Linked DNA regions of Nomascus leucogenys: region 2 is linked to region 1. The links are chromatin contacts, called in public Hi-C maps. All regions are on one chromosome and are shown on one strand. The core of a region is the stretch at or near the end of the contact, and the rest is flanking DNA. Distances in the headings are between cores, read along the strand shown. Region 1 overlaps RAD51B (DNA repair protein RAD51 homolog 2). Region 2 has its middle 20 kb from the start of ZFP36L1.

Evidence for each region. A called contact is a pair of places that touch in the nucleus more often than the background predicts.
Region 2: a Hi-C map of a lymphoblastoid cell line shows a contact between it and region 1, with 4 times the contacts expected there. The contact joins two enhancer-like sites. A contact is called at or near these places in 3 of 4 Hi-C or Micro-C datasets (a lymphoblastoid cell line and an unstated tissue).

Annotation. Positions count from the first base shown.
Region 1 is chr1a:85,263,092-85,267,962 of Asia_NLE_v1, forward strand. The region is part of intron 7 of RAD51B (DNA repair protein RAD51 homolog 2); the gene reads left to right. Among named protein-coding and RNA genes, the nearest start is that of RAD51B, 440 kb to the left of the region's middle. Within about 2 kb of position 3,025, the one cell type or tissue checked has an H3K27ac peak away from gene starts, as active enhancers do. A contact at or near this core is called in a lymphoblastoid cell line, where this site is marked.
Region 2 is chr1a:85,818,460-85,823,330 of Asia_NLE_v1, forward strand. No RefSeq gene overlaps it. Among named protein-coding and RNA genes, the nearest start is that of ZFP36L1, 20 kb to the left of the region's middle. Within about 2 kb of position 2,117, the one cell type or tissue checked has an H3K27ac peak away from gene starts, as active enhancers do. A contact at or near this core is called in a lymphoblastoid cell line, where this site is marked.

The DNA.
Region 1 (4,871 bases), core at 1,775-4,274:
TTGAATATTCATAAAACCCTGAGAGAAATGTATTACTAATCACCTTCTAATGATGAGGTAGCTGAGATTCAGAAACATAAGTGAGCTGTGTGAGTGATATGATTAGTCAAATCTGAGACCAGGTGAGTAATCCCAGCACTTTGGGAGGCCAAGGTAGGAGGATGACTTGAGGCCAGGAGTTCGAGACCAGCCTGGACAATATAGTGAGACCCTGTCACTACGAACAGTAAAACATTAGCCGGGCATGGTGGTGTTCACTTATAGTCCCAGCTACTCAAGAGGCTGAGGCAGGAGGATCACTTGAGCCTGCAAGGTTGAGGTTGTAGTGAGCCATGATTGCACATGCCAGTGCACTCCAGCCTGGGAGACCCTGTCTGTATACACACACACACACACACTCACACACAATTTGAAACCAAGTTTTTATTGGTTTTGGTTGATTTTTCTTATTCCAGAAACATATCTCTTTAACTAGTAATATGTTAGTGTAACCGTGGGACGTTGCTATGGTTTTTGTGTCTTAATAAAACTTAAAGATGCTGGGTTCATGACTAATAAAACGAGGTGTGTGTGTGTGCGTATGTAAGGTATCAAACAATGAACACTAATGAACACTGCGCCTTTTCCAACATTGCCACTCAAGGACTTCCCACAGACTGCCTGTTATTTGGGGGCAGGTCATGACCATCCCCATGAGATAGTTTACTAGAGAGCATTATTCTTCCTCTGTCACACATTGGTATTAACTTAGACTTTTGAGGTCTTAAGGAATGAACACCCACTCAAGCCAGCTCAGATGACAAGAAAGTTACTGCAAAGAAAGAAGAATCTTCTAGAATATCAAAAGCAGGAGCCTTCCTGTGTAAAAATTCTGGAGCCTCCACTGCCATTGGCCTAAGTAGTCATTTTTCAGACCGGAGTGACCTGTCCCTAGTCAAGGTTAACTAGACTAGAATTAAGCAACTGAGTCATGGGCAGAAACTAAGGGGAGAATTTGCCAGTGGCAGGTGGGCTTGAAAGAAGCTGCTCAGACATATTTGTGAGACATGTCAGTGAATGAGGCTCTGCAAATTCCTGCTGCTGAAGTCTAGCCTCCAGTGCCAGCTTCCACAAAGCTCTGTCCTGTCATGACCCCTGTTCTTGAACGAGATGCAAACAAGGGAGGATGATTTAAAAGCTCTCAGAGCACAAATAAAGTACTCAGACGTTTTTGCTAGGTTATCATGTGTAATTTAACAAGATGGCATTTATCTTTTTTTAGAGACTGAAGAAGAATTAGACAAGGTTAACTGTAAAGCCAGTGGTAATCTGCCACATGTGGTTATAAATGGCCATAATTTCGTATGATCCCAAAGCAAGATAGATAGCAGATTAAGGGTCAGCACAGATCTGCAAGTTGAGCTCATGATGCTTTATTTCCCTCCCTAGCCCCTTTTCTAGTGCTTATGTAGCAGGCACCAGTTAAGCATGGTGTCTTGACCATGATACTGTGGACCAAGCAGCGATATGGCTATGGCTATATCACTGTTTTGCCTGAGAGTCATTTATTCCCTCATTATATATTTATGGGGTATCTACTCTGGGCCAGGCATGTGTTGGGCATTGAGAAAGTGGTGAAAAAGACAGAGGTCCTGTCCTCAAGGAGCTTTCATTCCAGTGGAAGAATTAAGATAATACACAAAATAACAAATAAATAAGGTATTTTCGGGTGGTGATATATTTGACCAGGGAAATAAAACTAAGGAAAGTGATCATGGGGGGGTGTGGAGACTGGCTGCTATAAAATGGGTGATCAGAGGAGGCCTCTATGAGGAGGACTTGCATTAGCTGAGACCTACGTCATGAGAAGCATCCCCATGGGTCTTGGGAAAAGTGAGGAAAACATATTCAAATAGAAAGAAATATCTGGTGCAAAGGCTCTGGGATAGGAGCAAGCTTAGAGTATCCCAGAACAAAAAGAGGGCCAGTGTGGCTGAGAGACCGTGTGTGTGTGTGTGTGTGTGTGTGTGTGTGTGTGTGTGTGTGTGTGTATGTGGGGAGAGGGGAAGATAGCGGGGGTACAGATAGTAGGGGAGTAATGTCTTTACCTCACAAGTTTCATGGCTGACACCTCTATAACAAAGGAGATTAACAAGAGAAAAGCATAGCACATTTATTTAACCAAAGTTTTACATGATGCAGGAGCCTTCAGAAATTAAGATCCAGACCCAAGAAAAGCTGTATTTTTATGGTTAGGTTTGATGAAGCATGGACAGTCATGTAGAAGTATAGTTGGACGAAAAGCAGGTATGACCTAATGATGATAAACTAGGGGGATCTTAGCAAAGCCTGTTTGTTTAGTTTCTTCTTGGCCTCTGTGTTTAACATTCCATCCCTCCGGATATAGTACAAGACACCTGTCTCATGAGGGTCTTCAAGAGAGAAGGTCAGAGAGACCTTTTTCTTCTGCAGTTTTCTTAACTTCCTTCAGCTTAATACTCAGTGTGCCAAGGTTCCATATTTGGGGGTAGCGTTTTCTGCACTCCATCATGCTATAAGCTGATTTTCTCACATTTAGAGGAACATTCAACAGCTAACATAAACAATTACCTGATGCCATATTTGAAGATATACTTAGATAATAAGGTCTTAAAAAACAGTAAGTACATTAAGTATATTCACAACAATTGTTAATCTTCCACTAGTTCTGAAATGCCTAATCTAACCTTTGTTTTATCTCAGACTTGGGCTAGAATGCTCCTTTTAATTCATTCTGCGTGATTTCATAGAATCAGCTTTTTCTTAAGGTCTCATATCCTTCAAAGACTTTAGGGCAATTGGTCACGAAGACCCTTGCACCTCCTCAAGGCTGTGTGCTGTGGATGTTGCAGCTTAAGGAAGCATTTTGAAATTGGGCATCTTTCACAGCCTAGTGTAGAAGTTATTGGCCTGCAGTTTTTACCAGCTTTCTCTTTCAGAAATCTTCTTTTGTTCCTGCCACAAGGCAAAAACAGGAAAAGAGATCTGTGTGAAAGAATGCTCTCCCTTTTCCTTTTGTGGTGATTGTGTATCTTAAGAGCAGGCCTCAAAGGTTCCCGGAGCTGTCTGTCTTTTCATGTAAATGGAGCCCTTAAGCCTATTTAGATGTGTGCGAAAAGACTGTGGGAGTTGAGGTGAAAGATACAGAAGAGTAGCATCAGCGCCCCGTTTAATGTATTCAAGTTCAACTATGCACTCTCTCTTTCTTGTATATAATTAAAAATACTCCAGAATTGTATCTTGCACTTGTACTTTTAATTTTATGCTATTCATATTACTATATACCCATATACTGTGCAGCGTTGCAACTACAAAACCATATATTTTGTATTGGGAGGTTTAAGGGATTTTCCAGGGTAATTTTGACTATGTAAAATTTGCCTTACATGCCAACTCTAGAATACAATCCCTGTGTAAGATGTAACCCTCTATATTAGGTATTTTAAAATCCCTGTTTATCCCAAAGTGAGCAGAACTGGGACTCATATTCACCCCTTGCCCCCAAACCAGTAACAGGTATAGGGTTGTTACAGGATTTTGTGAGAAGAAAAGAGGTGAGACAGAAGGAACTTGTGAGGTTCGACAGAGGAGCAAGGAAATCTGCGGCAGGACACAGTAGGCCGGGGACTCCGGGTCAGGCAGGGAAGGGGGCTGAGAGAGAGTTCCTGGGTGAGACTGTTTGCACTAGTAAATGCAGGGCTCAAAGCCATACTAGCCATGGGGTTGGTAGAGTTTGTAAATAGGAGTAACCTCTACTGGATGGATAATAGCCCTTTTTCCCTAGAGTACCTTCACCTTGTAGGAACGTTTACTGTGTATTGTTCCATGTGAATGTTGCAGCATGTGTGTGTGTGCACACACGTGTATTTGTGATGTTGTAGACAGAATAGGAGGAAAGAGTAGCAGTGTGGAAAGAGGAGAAGGCATGAGGATTTAGCATCTAAGGTTTAAGAACAAGGTCTGCCTTTTGTTGTTTTGTGTCTGGGGCAGTATCATTAAATGGCTGAGGGGACCTGAGATATTGGCATGAGAGAGGGAAGGTTGCCCTTGTAGCCCCTGTCACCCGCTACCTTGGGAGGCATTCCTTTCCCCTCTTCTCACCCACCCTACCACCCCAAGGCAGAGTTTGTTTAATCAGATGCAGAAAATGTTCTGATCTGGTAGTAAAGAAAGGTAAACAACACATCCCCATGCCCCACTTAAGGTTTTTACCAGGTGCAGTTGAAATTTATATTCATGGATGTGGGATTTTCACCTGCCCCCTGACCCAGTTTGTTTAGGAGGTTAATAGAATTCCAAGTCACATCTCCCTGGGTTGGAATTTTCTCTACAACTCTTGGTAGTGATGAGGTTCAGGACACACTACCCCACAATATGAAGCCTGGCATTTGTGAAAATTGCAGAAGCAGGAAGATCATTCTCTTACTTTCCCCCTGCCCTTCTCTCCTGAAGCTGAGGAGTGTCCTTATCTCTGAAGACACAGGGACTCAGAGAGGAGTTTGAACAAACAGGCCTTGCTAAATTCCCTCTTGTTTATTGCCATTAGATTATATCCCCTTTTTCCAATCATACTTCTCTACAACTGTCCATCTCTTCATCAAACCTAAGCGTAAAAATACTTAAGTTTACTTGTTTCTTTGGATCTTGATTTCTGAAGCCTCCTGTGTCACAAATTTATAAATAAATTTGTTATGCTTTTCTCTTGGTAATGTGGCTTTTATTATAGAGGCTCAGCCACGGAAAAATAAATCTTTTCCTCTCCCACAGTAGTTGTTTGTCTTCTGAGCAAGTCTCTTAGCCTCAGTTTCCTCCTTTGCATCAGAGGTGATACCGACCACCCTGATGCTTTGTGA
Region 2 (4,871 bases), core at 867-3,366, 550 kb after region 1:
TATAGACATGTGTTCTTGGACAAGAAATGAAGCTATGGAAAAACCTGTCAGGGAAGGCTGGAGAACAGATGGACGCCTCCACCTGGGGTCAGAAAGGCAACCTACACAGCCCTCCCCACACTTCTGTGGGGACCAAGAGTGGGGTCCTGCCCCTCTGGGCCTCTTGGGCTGGAAGAGTACAGGCAGAAGGACTGATGTCCATTTTGACACTGCTTTTGAGCTCAGCAAAAATTACTTTAAAATTGGTTTCAATGTATTTTTAAAGCACAATGAACTTTTTTTTTATTTCCTCAGCAGAAAGCCATCATAGCAGGGTAGGCAAGCTACTCAACCTTTCTAACCTTACTTTTCACAACAGGAAAATGGGGATACTTACATATCCCCCATTTCCCAGGGCGTGAGGGTGAATGAGATCAGTGTGTCGAGTGCCTAGCACAGTAAGAACTGTAACAAGGTGGGTCTAATACGTGGCTTTTTTGTGGCTGTTAAGCCTCTGAGAGGACCACAGTAGAGCCACCCCATCGTGAACACTCTGAATTTGAATGCTTTTCTTAAACATTTAAATTAAATAAAAATCAAGGCACACATCCTCTGAAACCCCTTTGGGCCAGGTACCCTGCTGGGTGTCAGCCCCTTCAAGTGTCACAGAAGCCATGGCTGTGCTCAGCGCCCCCCAGCCAGAGGAGCTGCCCAGGCTCTGGAAAGAACAGGGCAGTTGGCACAGAGCCACCACAGCTCTCTCTAGTTGAAGAATTACTTGGAAAATGAAGAGTAAGGCACTGCCCACTCTGGTCCATGGCTTTGAATGTCAAAATGCACCCCCAGAAAGCAGACCTGCAGCAGACTAACCCTTCCCAAAGATGGGGTTCAGGGTCCTCTAGACAGACAGCAGACCCTGGGCTTGGCAACATCTCCCAAAAAGGAGCTGAGTCTCAGGCAAGCGGTCTCTGAAGGCCTTTGTACACCACAACATACCTTCACTGCTGCAAAGGCCCTGCCAAATGGCTGTGCAAAGGTGGCCAGGCAAGAGATACAGTTCTAGGAAGAAATCAAGGAGCCATGGCACGCAGGACTCCCAGGAGAGGCAGGTGGTCTGCACAGCCAGTTCACGCTCCAGGCTACTGTGTGGGTGGCCTCCTGCTGACAAGCTTCAGCCCGAAGAGGGTATTTGGGACTTTGGGTGACAAGACTGGAGGAGACAAGGGAACCTAAGCAGAAGGTCATCCAGACCACTGTCAGAGCTGCCACACCAAGTCTTTGGGTTCTTGCTCTAAGTGTGCCAACCAGATGAAGGGATGGAGGATTCACATCCAGCCACATCTTGACCCTGCTGATCCTGGAGGAGAATGGATGGAGCCCTGCACTGGCTCCACCTGCTCCCTCTTCTCCCATAGGAGGAAACAAGAAAGGAGGCCGGAGAGCCCAAGACAAAGCTCAAGAATGTTCTCAAAAGATCCTCGGGCTTTGAGACCTTCACAATGCATTCATAAGATTATCCTAAGCTTCTGAAAGCCCCCTGGCTCCAGAGAAGAGAGCAATCTCTGGCTGCTAAACCTTGAGTGCAACGGCTAAGGGCATGCCAGGGCCAGAATGCCTGGGTTCAAATCCTAGCTCTGCTATGTATTAGCTCTGTAACATTGGGCAAAGTACTTAACCCCTGTTTCCTCCTCTGTAAAATGAGGATAACTATGGCCCTATAAAGAGTCGCTGCTTAGAACAGTAGAGAACTCAAAATTAATTTAGCAAGGGGCCCTCCTCTGCCCACGGGGATGTGCTACTATTGACCCCATGGGGTTCTGGAAGAAATCAACATGCTACTACAATGGAAGGCATTTGAAGGAAGTGGAGTTTTCACAGAAAGTAGCCCAGAGACATGCACAGAGTGCTGCTTTCAGCATAGACCAGAAACCCCAAAGATTTGTGCCTCTTTCTGTCAGGATGCAGCTTTCCGGAGCCCACCAGGTTATAGAAGCTGCATGGAGTCTGGAATGGGAATGGGTTGGCCTAGTCTTCCCTTGCAGGTGTGGAGAGGAAAGGTGACACTTTCAGGCTTTGTGCAGGACAAGCAGAGAATATCACTCAAATCCAAGCTGGCTGCCCTGTGGGGGACACAGGCCCATGCCGGCAGGCCTGGGGAGAGCCACCGCTTGCTGAGGTTAGGCCAGCACCAGCGGGTGTGAGGAGCCCACCTCCAGTCTCAGAGCAGGGTTGGGCTTCCCTGTATGGGGAGGAAAGGGTTAAGCCAGCTTGGGCTCTGGAGGGAAAGCACTCGGCAGCTATAAACAGAGAGCCCAGGGAGGGAGGGGGGTGACAGGATGTGGCCAGGGCTCGAGCTGTCTGATTATTAACTTCACTTTTATTTGGAGGGGGATTCGATTCTCTGTTTTACTTCCCATCAAGGAAGTGAAAGCCCAGGTCTCAGAGGGGCCTGGTTTCAAATTGTTTTGTCACAGCTCATTTATTTTTCTTTTAAATAAATAAACAAAACCACCTCTTTGTTTTCCCCTTAATGAGCATTCAGCAAATCATCTGTGGGTGAGGCATGAACGGGGTTTTCTGGAGTCCTTCATGGGAGAACGTTTGGCTTATTATTTTAAAAGGAAAAAGCAAGGATCTCTCCTTTAGCTCCCAGGCTTCTCCAAGGCTGTCAAGGCACTTTCTCTTTTGCCTCCTCTGAAATATCGACCTAGACCAGCGAGGAGTCTGAAATCACAGCCTCAAGCCCGGCCAAGGCCCCAGGAGCTTCCTTGGTTGGACCCTGGGGCTGGACCCGCTGCCTGCCATCCCATCTGACAGGCCCTGACCCTGAGGCCACGCAGAGGAAGCATCCAGCACGGGCTCAGTGGTTGCCTTCTTGCTTGGGCTCAGACCCATGGCTTTTGTTCCCCCAACACCCTGACATTTCTACTAAAATAACAAAGCAATTAAACACACAAAAGGATTCCATGACAGCCTTAAAAAACACCATTACATGTTCCTTTACCCAAGGTTGAAAACATTTGGGAACCTGATTTCCAACATCAAATTCCATATCAAAACCCATTCAACAATCCTATGATCCCCTTGCAACAACCCTTTCCTGGCCAGTATCACAGGGTGCTGACCCTCACAGGGTCTCACAATTCAACAATTCAGTGAGAGAGGATGCAGCAACAAAGACTAAGGAAAAAACAGGAGAGTCTGCAGCTACTGCTACTCAAGGTGGGCAGAGAAGGGAAGAGACGGAATCTGTTGGAAACTAAGAGGAGAAATCCAGGAAGGCTTCCTGGTGGAGCTGATCTTTAAGCTGAACCTTGAAGGACTGGTAAGATGAACAGATGTTCTGGAACCTGAGAAATACCAGAGAGACAGCATCCATGTGTGAACTAAGCTAGACAGAGGCAACAGGCGTGGTGGGGCCCGGGGCTCCTCAGAATGGCATCTCAAGTCCTCATGATGGTCAGGGACTGGAATGCATCGGCCGCCTGGAGCCAGCTCCTCGGGGCCAGTCCCTGACCTCTGGCTCGGAGATTGGTGTACCCGGTGAAGGAGTTGCCCAAGCATCTTAGGCAACCAGATACTACGCCTGGTCTTGGACCCTGCCACTTGCCTGCCCCACAAAAACCTGCTGACCGCTGTGACCTACTTTAACGTCCTCTGACTTTCTGCTCTTTGAATATGGGGCAAAAAGAAGGAGGGCGACTGGCGCCACCCGATTCACTTGAGGCTCGGAGGCTCGGAGGCTCAGGCCTGCCTTCCCGGCGGCTACTGGAGTGGCGTTTCCCAGCACCCCCGGGAAGCTACCAAGGTCCAGGGCTCTCCTGGGCTTCTGCGACGCCCACGCACTCCCGCGGCCGAGCTTCGCGGTCTGGCTCTCCCGTCGCCACCCCGGCGTCCGCTCCGCCGCGAGCGAGCACCAAGCCGGGCCGGGCGCGGGGCCTGGGCGAGGCCAAGATGGCCGACGCGCTCTGCAGCGCGCGGATCACGCGGGAGGGCTGCCCTTGGCCTCCCGCGAAGCAGACAAGGTTCCGCCGTCCTCCTTGGCGCTCTGCCCCGGCCGACCTGCCGGGATCTCCTCCCCGGCGCGGTCTGCGGTTCCCGGGGCCTCGCAAACCTTCCAGGCCCGAGGCCATCCAGACGCGCACACCAGGCCCGGCCCGCGAGGGGAGCTGGAGGCGCGAGGCAGCCCGGGGAAGACAACAGGGGCCGGGGCTGCAGCGGCTGAGCAACCTGGGCGGCTCGGAACGCAAGGGGCCGGCGAGCCGACGCTGCTGCAGGAGGCTGCGGCGTGGGGCGAGATTCTCGCTATGGCTTCATTCCCGGCCTCCCGCGGCCGCTCTCGCCCGGAAGCCCTCGGAGGCAGCCCGATGGACGTGGCCACACTGCCCTCCAGTGGCCATCTCTCCGAACAACACGTAGGGGCCCCTTTTGGGGGTCGGCGTGACGTGTCCACCCTCTGCCTTTTGCTACATTTGAAGGTGGGGTTTGCTCATCCATGGTTCCTCTTACGGGCCACCAAAGCTGCCACAGTGCACAGTGACCCAACAGCAGGGGATTTGCCGCCTTCGGCGGTTCTCAAACTTTAGTGTGCACAGGAATCCCCCCCTGGACAGTTCTTTCAAACCCGGATTGCTGAGTCCCCCAACTAAGTCAGAGAATTTGCATTTCTAACAATTCCTCAGGCGATGCTGAGCTGCTGGTCCGCTGGTCCTGGAGCCACACTTACAGAACCACTGGCTCGGCTCACTCCTTCTCTCACGGGGTTTCTGTCATCTACTCATTTAATACAGAATATGTCCTGCTAGGCCCGGAGGACGAGTGGACGGAACAACTTTCCCATCCCTCGCGGAGCTTAGTCTAACGGAGGAGACAGACTTGTTTCAACAAATCAC